3 separate regions of the Mus musculus genome follow, and all the other regions are linked to region 1. Evidence: chromatin contacts called from public Hi-C data. All regions are on one chromosome and are shown on one strand. The core of a region is the stretch at or near the end of the contact, and the rest is flanking DNA. Distances in the headings are between cores, read along the strand shown.

Region 1 (2,700 bases), core at 153-2,652:
AGTTGGGTAGGAAAGGTTTATTTGGTTTACACGACAGACTCCAGCACTGAAGGAAGTCAGGGTAGGAACTCAAGCAGGCCTGGAACCTGGAGGCAGGAGCTGATGCAGAGGCCATGGAGGGGTGCTGCTTACTGGCTTGCTCCTCATGGCTTGCTCAGTAAGAGGAAATTATCTAGCTGTAAGAGGAGGTGGAAGACAGGGAGTAGGATCATGCCTGGGCAGATGGGGTCACACGACCCTCCATCCAGTGGGAGAAAACTTGGGAAGAGCAGGCAGAAGGGAACAGGGTCCACAGACTTGGGACTTGAAGTTTCAGTACCTTTAAGACATCAAGTATAGGTCCATTCCACCCCCACCCCAGAGACTCCCAAGCAGATGTGGGAGGCACTCTTCTGTGTCTCCTACCCCTCCTGAGTGAGGTGGTCATAGGCTGGCATTGGTGGCTCTTTGACAGTCAGTCCCTGCCCATATATCTGATGCAGGACTTGGGACCTGCACCAGTCTCTGGGCATGAAGCCAGCCAGGTGTGCCAGACTGTTGCACACTGGGTGGGCTCTGCCCTGGGGTCCTGTTCTCCAAACTCCAGCCCAAATATGCACATACCCCCCCGAAACTCCCCTGCTTAGCATATCTCTTTGCTTCTAAACACAGTGACTGTTTTTTGACTTGACTCCACTTCAGATCAGCCAATGTCCACCAGCCAGCCCTGTGTGGCCAGCATAGCACAGCCAGGAGCATCTAATTGGCATGTGAGGACAAGTCCACAGATGTAACTCAACTCTCCTTCCAGCTGCTGAAAGGTTCAAAATTCCACATCCTTCTTCTTTGTACCCAGTACAGTGCCTGGCACATGGCAGATCCTTAATAGACATGTCCTAAAGCTGGGGCATCCAGTGTCAGAGAGCAGTCCTTACAGCATTGGAACCAGAATCTACTGCAGATTCTGGACAAACACCCACCTCTCCGAGCTTCTAGAATCTGTAATGGGGTGGTGTCAGGTAATAACACCTGCTTCATAGTTTGTGGCCCCTGTAGAGTGTAACTCACAGCCACAGCATTTTGTGGAGAGCCTGTAGCCTGGACAGGCTCTTGCCTTGGAGCAAAGGCTGTTTTGTTTGCCATCTGTCAGCTAGTACTCCTTTATGTGTCTTTGCTCCACCGAGAGAGAGGTGTGGGAGGCAGTCCCGCAGGGGCATGGCCTTGGTGGTTCTCAGATAGAGCCTGGGGGTTGGGGGTTAGGGGGCAGGGTGGGGCTTTGGGGCTGTTCCGGCAGAGAGGGTGGCTGCCTGTCTTGGAGCTATCCCAGGAGGCAAGGCCCTAGGGACTGGGGAGGGGGCGGAAGCCGGAGCAGAGGTGGGATCCGGCGGAGTGAGGAGCGCAGACATCCTGCGGGGGCGACTGCCAACAGACAGGTCAGCTCCCTAGGGAGACAAGAGCCGCAGGCATCGGAGGTGGGACCTGGGGTCCTGCCTGGGAGCGTCGCAGCCGGGCAGAGAGCGCCCCCTGGCGGTGCACCTCGGCATTGCCCCGAGTCTCTAGTTTCTCCTCTTCCTTGGTAGCCTAAGGAAGGTCTCAGGGTGAAATCCCCCAGAGACATCAGAAACAGGAGACCCTTTCCAGGCTGAGGGTACTGTCATCAGCAAACCTGGAGTGATCATGGATCATGGTTAAGTGCCTGAGTGTACCAACTTCTGCAATAGGTGAAGTGGAGAGCTGAGAGAGTGCCAAACCCAGGGCGTCTGGACTGGCACACAGATTTCCACATGTCTGCCTAACTTTTAGACCCCTTCTCCAAGCCTTTGGGCAGAGCTTTTCTGGACCCCAGTGTGAGGGACACCCCAAAAATGGGAGGGATGGAGAGCTGCAAGTTATTATCCTTGGCCTGTGGGATACTCTGCTATTAGTAGTCTCCCTGCTGAGCAGTGTGTGTGTGTGTGTGTGTGTGTGTGTGTGTGTTGCTTAGTGTGCAGGGCTGCTTGCATTTGCAGAGATGCATATGCATATACATATGATGTGTGTGTGTCCGGTGTGTGTTTCCACATCTAGGAGCATGTTTGTGATAAAGCACACCAAAGTGCAAGAGTGTTTGTATGTGTTTGGGTCCAGTGTGTTCCTGAATCTGGGCTCATCATCTGTCAAGTCGGTGTTGATTCCGGCTGACTACTCAGGTCTGTATGGGCCACAGGACACTACCTGTTCATGGCATACTGGGTGGGGGTTAGTGTATTGACGGCAAGGAGGGGTGACCACCATTATCACCTTCCACACAGCATACGGCTAGCTGATCCCCTGCCCTGCCCGAGGATCACCCTCGTCGTCCCCCTCCCCCACCTCCCTTCCATGTTTAGCACTTCAAGTTTCCTTTGAAAGATGAGAAATCAAGGTTTACAGGGTAGAGTTTAAGGACCCTTGGGCAGAGGTCACCGAGCAGATCCCTGCTCAGCCTCCAGGTCTCAGCCTGAATTCTTTCCTCTCCCAGAAGGGCCCTGGGCACCCTCTGCCCAGTCTGGAGAAGGGGTGGGGACAGGTTTCAGGGCTGGGCTCTGCAGAGAGAAGTACACAAAAGGCCCAGTGTCTGCCCTGCCTCCCTCTCCTGGCCCTGCTCTTCTTGGGGAGGTGAGGGAATGTCCATCACCAGGCTGCAGAGAGGTGTGTGACATTCCTGCTCAGCAAGGGACCAGTCTGGGTAGTGGACTCACT
Region 2 (2,700 bases), core at 150-2,649, 260 kb before region 1:
TTTCCAGGTTCTCTCTCTTGCAAGTAAGTTTTTGTGCCCTCCTAGAAAATCCTATCATTTCTTCCTTGCAAAGTTTCCATATTCCTGGGCCCATGTGACATCCCTGTTTTCTCATCACACATGCCTGGCTGAAATCATGCCAAACCTCAGCAGCTTTTTGAAGTATTAAGTCTGTTGCAGAATTGCTAAAAAATAATAACAATTTCAACACCATAATGTAAACAAATATTCTACTCCAACAACCAAACTTTCACACACTGATAAGAAGAAGTATCAACCATCTTTATGGTACCTCAAGATGATAACAGATAGCTAAAACAGCCTCCTGGTTCACCATCAGCATCTCAACAATACTGAAATCAACTACCAGCTGAAGACAATATAATCTTCTGAATCACAGAGAAGAACCAGAGGAGGTATTTGTTTCTTGTCTCCTCTGTATGTAAGGCCTATTTTTGTCCCTTTGACAGGAGAAATTGCTTAACCTATTTCGCTCATCAGTTTCCTCAGTAAGGGAAGAAAATGAAAAAATATCTGGTTGCCCTTTTAGCTTGAGGGAAGCTCAACTTTGTCACGTAGAGCTGCATTGTGAATGGGATATGGGGATGACCCCAAACACTGGAGCAACCCAACACCAGAGGATTTGCTCCAGCATTGACAAGATGACATCATCCATGAGAGAAGAAAAGGCTGCCTCCTGCCCTCCCGCTTCTTTCTTGTCTTCAACAAGAAATTAATATCTCAAGATAACTCCGATGTGTTGGTCCCAGCCAGAACACTTGAAAGACACGTTCAATTAGGGCCACAGCATTGCTTCTGGAGTGAACGGCTATCACACTGCCCTGGAGTTCAGTCTCCTCTGCACACACATAAACACAAGTGCACAGCGCCCCAATGCTGTTGTCCCCTCAGCCTTCCAGCACTGCCAGTTGGCAAACCCAAGCCAGGAAGTTGTCAATTCCAATTGCGTTTAGGCCATGTAGTCCTATTAAAGAAGGCTTGCTGGTTAAGGGGCATCCTCTGTTTCCAAAGCATGGGAAAAAAGAAAAAAAAAAAAAAAGGCTGTGCTTAGATTGGAGCTGGCAACTTCCACTGACTAGAATTTTCAAGGGGCTGTGAATGAGTTTAACAAAGGAGGTCTGTGGCTAGTTTCTGGCTGAAGTCCATGTCAACAGTTTTTAAGGTCACAGGCCACACTAACTAACATTTATTCCCAGCAGACCCTGTTCTAAACACAAGCTGTACATAGTACAAATTTGAAATTTTTCTGTAATCCCTTGAGATATTCCTGATCCCTCCACATGTTTCTGCTCAATTAAAAACAATTCTCACTTCTCACCACAAGAGAGGCCATACTTGTAATCTCAGACCATCCTTAGGGTGGATGAACAAAAACCTGGCAAATCAAAGGGTTTGAGTGGGGAAGGGAAGGAATTCAGCTGGATCACACTGAACAGTGCAGACAGCTCCCCGGGGGCTCAGTTTTTGAAAACATAAAGCGGGTTATTGACAGAGATCCTGAGGCCATAAAAAAGCAGGTTTGAGGCACATATTGGGAACAGGCTCCTCGTCATTTTACACAAACAAGACACAAACTTCTAAGAAAATTAAAAGGTCAGTCAGGTGGGTAGAGAATGATGACAATGAAAAGGGCAGATGCTGAACACTGCCACTGCAACTGCAGAATGATTCCACAATGCAGATGAACTTTGAACATATCTGAAACCAAATGCTTATTGAAATCAATATGATATTTTACTGCAATTTGTGGGCAACACCCTCACCACCACCTCTGGCAAAAGATGCTTTGCAGCAACAACACATTTTATAATGATAGCAGCTTTAAATCTTGTAAGACCACATGAGTTTGAGCACCAAAGATACACCATATAATGTGTCTGACATGTGTCCATAAATAAAACTGAGGCTTAGGAAGTGATGTGACTTGCTCATGGTTTGAGAGCTAGCAAGGTGGAAAATGTAAAGCCAAGTGGATCCGCAAGGTCAAATCTCTTCTACGGACTTAAGGGGAAACAGCACCGTGTATCACTGTGCTGCTTCCCTTCCCTGACATTCTGAACTTAGAATGGTGACATGCATTGAAAACGCAATTTTTCTAAGTTAAAAATTTGTAAACTATGATAAAATGAGTGCTTAGATCAAGATGAACAAATGGAAACTCCCAGAACAGCTATTTTCTTAAAGAAACCCAAAGAAAATTTTTTTTCAAATGCTCAAGAAATTACCTAACTACGCCCACTGTTAATACTTAATTATTTTTATTTTATGTGTGTAGGTGTTCTGTTTACATATATGTAAGTGCACCATGTACATGCAGTGCACACAGAGGTCCGAAGATGGCATGGGAGCCCTTAAAACTAGAGTTACAGATAATTATAAGCTTCCATGTTTATGCTCAGAACCAAACCCAGGCTCTCTGCAAGAGCAGCAAGTGCTCATAAACACTAAGCCATCGCTGCAGCCCACTCATGGTTAATGCTCAATGATCCAAGCCATTTTTCTTATATATTGCTTTATAAAATAGAGATCATATCATATATAAAAATCTGTCTCTTGCTTCCTCTTTTCTATATAGCAATTACACCCTAAATGTTTTCCATGTCATCAAAGAACCATCTACAACAAATGTAATAGTTCATGGTATCTAATATAACTATCTAATTCTATAATTCTATGCTT
Region 3 (2,700 bases), core at 93-2,592, 410 kb before region 1:
GAGCCTATGCATCATCTTGCAAGCATCTACTAAGTACTTTCCATTGGTGGAGAACCAGAGAGGTTCAACAAGATGTATTTCCTCTCTCTTCTGAAGCCCACGGTTCTATTAACTGCTGCTTTATTCGAAGGCTGGGTGCAAATGAGAAGATGTTAATAACACAGCTGCTGAGCGCTGTGTAGAACTGTGACTTAGCAAGCACAGGCCCTGTTTGCAGAGGAGCACACTGAGACTCACAGAGGACTTCAGGACTTAGCAACCTTATCATAAGGAAGTTACAGGAAGGTCAACCACAATCATCTCGGCCACTAAAGACATACACATTTCAGAGTTCACAAATGCCTGCTCCACTGGTGTTTTCTTTTCCATTAGAAGGTGGAAGGAGTGATGTTACCACTCATTTCAGAGATAAGAAAGGGAGGCTCCATGAAGTGACAAAGCTTGTTTACAGTGGCACATCTGACTGAGTGGCTTTATCTGTGAAACTAGAATATATGTGCCCCTCACTTCTTACCAGTCCCCTCTAGACAAATGGTTCTCAACTGTCCTAGTGCTGTGACTCTTCATGTTGTGGTGACCCCAACCATATGATTATTTTTGTTGCTACTTCATAACTGTAACTTTGCTACTGTTATGAATCTTAATATAAATATTTTTTTGAAGATAGAAGTTTGCCAAAGTGGTCATGACCCACAGACTGAGAAACACTGTTCTAGGCTGTTATAAAGAGCAGAGTTCATACATGCCCTGGGTTAGGCACTCAGGAGGTCTTATACATGGCAGTTATTACTTTGTAATGTGTTGACAGAAGAGCTGTAGCCTATTGGAAGCAACATCTTGGCTCTTACTTCAAAGGCTGATGATTATCATCAGAGGTAGGATCAGAGAGCATAGATGAGGGACACCAGGCTGCAGGTACTGAACTGAGGACCACTATACCCCAGTATCTCTTGCCTTGCCTCATCTGACCCTCCCAATAGCTCCAAACAGAAGGGGCAGGAGGCAATGGCCACTGGAGAGCAGTCCTGGGCTTAAAGGTTCTGTGAGTGGGTGTTGAGAGTGGGTCAGAATTGGGCCTTCTCTCTGTGTTCCCAGAGCTGCCTCAGCAGCACAGATCAGCCCTTGTAGGCTCTATGAGGCTGGGCTGGAACAGGCTTTTGATTTCCTTCCACTCCTGGCTGGAGGACTTGCCGGTTAAGCTGTGTGGAGTGTTTACTTTTTCAACAATGGCTGCAGGCTGAAGAAGAGGAAAAACCCTGGCCTCCTTTCTTGACTTAGCAGGCCAGGGTCCCCTTAGTAACCGAATTGTCTCCAGCACTGGGCTCCAGGCAGGAGCTGGGTCGGCAGTTTCCTCTCATGGGACAATGCTGCCCTGCCGGTGGCAAGGCCTCTTCTAAAGGGGCTGGCATGGGCTCAAGGGGCTTCCTGAAGCTCATAGTTCCCAAGGAAAGAATCACAGGCATCTTGGCTAGAGGATGCTCTCTCCTGAAAGGCTGTGGTTGCGAGTGTTGGTGGAGAAGGATGGTTCCTGAGTGTGTTAGCTCACTTCTCTTCAACATCATGCTGGCAAGAGCCTATTATCTTCAAGGCAAAGGTGGAGGCTCAGAGACAAAGCAAACTGCCTAATGCCACATAGCTAGGGAGGATAGCAGTCCTGGTTGTGGTTAGTCTAACTCTAACACTTTTCTGAAGAGAGCAGATTCATGGATCCAGAATCCCAGGATTCATACTGAGCACCTTTACATGTGGGCAGTCACAGCTGATTCTCTGGGCCTGCTTTCTGTTGTGCGAAACCAGACTTGCCTTTTGTAATATAAAAATTACATATGCTTCCTCTACAGAAAGCCGGAGCTTACCATTTGGAGCCATCACTCTAAACTATTCCCTTTTGCGTTTCTTCTTTCTACCTCTGCTCTAAATCCTTTGCACTGCGTCGCCCCCCCCCCCCACGCCCCCCTTGGTTTTTCATGTTGATTACAGCATAAGCAATACTCCACTTCATTAAAAGCTAAGTGACAGTTACTAATTGCTCCAGAGTGTTCTGCTACATGGAAGCAAACTCAACCAAGGCCACTTGGCTGAAAATTACCTCAAGTGTTTAAGACATTAATATATATCACATGGTCATAAAGTCTGAAGGCTGGAAGTTCTGTGTTTCAGGACAGATTCCTAGAAGTGGATTTTAGTTCCCATTCCTTAAGAAGTGTCCCTGGTGAATTCAACTTGGAGAGATATCTTTTCTTCTAATTATTTTAAAGCCATTTTATCCACAGCTTGTGTTTCCTACTCTAAGTGAAGAAAAATCAGCAAAGACATGAGCAGATGTCAAAATAGTCCTCCAAAAATTCTTCCCAATTAGAACACTTACGAGTACCGCAGCACACCGAGACAGCTCTCCGGTAGCTTGTCCCACCAACACATTCCCTCTCTTTTTAGTTACAGCATATGCCAAGGCTCCTGCCAGCTGCAAACCCTTCCCCCACCAGACTCCATAGGCTTCTCCTCAGAATGGGAAGAAGGGGGAAAAAGCAACAACAACAAAAACCCTCAAATAACATTGATGTACATTGTCCAAATGACATTTTTTTAAAATCTAGAAACACAAAAACAGCAGCACTCCATCATATTATTCATTAAAATATTAAGATGTCTTTCCTGTGTACTTTTGTCACAGTCTTAGCTTGACCCCTTTCTTTGGGC

The links. A called contact is a pair of places that touch in the nucleus more often than the background predicts.
Region 2: a contact with region 1 is called in a Hi-C map of Sertoli cells, with 4 times the contacts expected there. The contact joins two enhancer-like sites. A contact is called at or near these places in 2 of 39 promoter capture datasets (the C10 cell line and stem cell-derived epiblast-like cells), 2 of 15 datasets of contacts at CTCF or cohesin (large pre-B cells and pro-B cells), 10 of 484 Hi-C or Micro-C datasets (the 63-12 cell line, the G1E-ER4 cell line, the HL-1 cell line and 4 more) and 7 of 115 datasets of contacts at active chromatin or transcription factors (astrocytes, embryonic forebrain, embryonic hindbrain and 4 more).
Region 3: a Hi-C map of cerebral cortex shows a contact between it and region 1, with 3 times the contacts expected there. The contact joins two enhancer-like sites. A contact is called at or near these places in 6 of 39 promoter capture datasets (the C10 cell line, the HPC-7 cell line, cranial neural crest and 3 more), 1 of 15 datasets of contacts at CTCF or cohesin (the NIH/3T3 cell line), 4 of 484 Hi-C or Micro-C datasets (bone marrow-derived macrophages, cerebral cortex, embryonic stem cells and 1 more) and 12 of 115 datasets of contacts at active chromatin or transcription factors (astrocytes, craniofacial prominence, embryonic basal ganglia and 9 more).

What each region holds. Positions count from the first base shown.
Region 1 is chr2:38,374,654-38,377,353 of GRCm38.p6, forward strand. No RefSeq gene overlaps it. Among named protein-coding and RNA genes, the nearest start is that of Gm13584, 7.2 kb to the left of the region's middle. Within about 2 kb of position 1,403, at least 33 of the 459 cell types and tissues checked have an H3K27ac peak or open chromatin away from gene starts, as enhancers often do. A contact at or near this core is called in Sertoli cells and cerebral cortex, where this site is marked.
Region 2 is chr2:38,110,867-38,113,566 of GRCm38.p6, forward strand. All of the region lies in intron 5 of Dennd1a (DENN/MADD domain containing 1A), which reads right to left. Among named protein-coding and RNA genes, the nearest start is that of Dennd1a, 180 kb to the right of the region's middle. Within about 2 kb of position 1,400, at least 27 of the 459 cell types and tissues checked have an H3K27ac peak or open chromatin away from gene starts, as enhancers often do. A contact at or near this core is called in Sertoli cells, where this site is marked.
Region 3 is chr2:37,962,314-37,965,013 of GRCm38.p6, forward strand. The region is part of intron 11 of Dennd1a (DENN/MADD domain containing 1A); the gene reads right to left. Among named protein-coding and RNA genes, the nearest start is that of Crb2, 190 kb to the left of the region's middle. Within about 2 kb of position 1,343, at least 35 of the 459 cell types and tissues checked have an H3K27ac peak or open chromatin away from gene starts, as enhancers often do. A contact at or near this core is called in cerebral cortex, where this site is marked.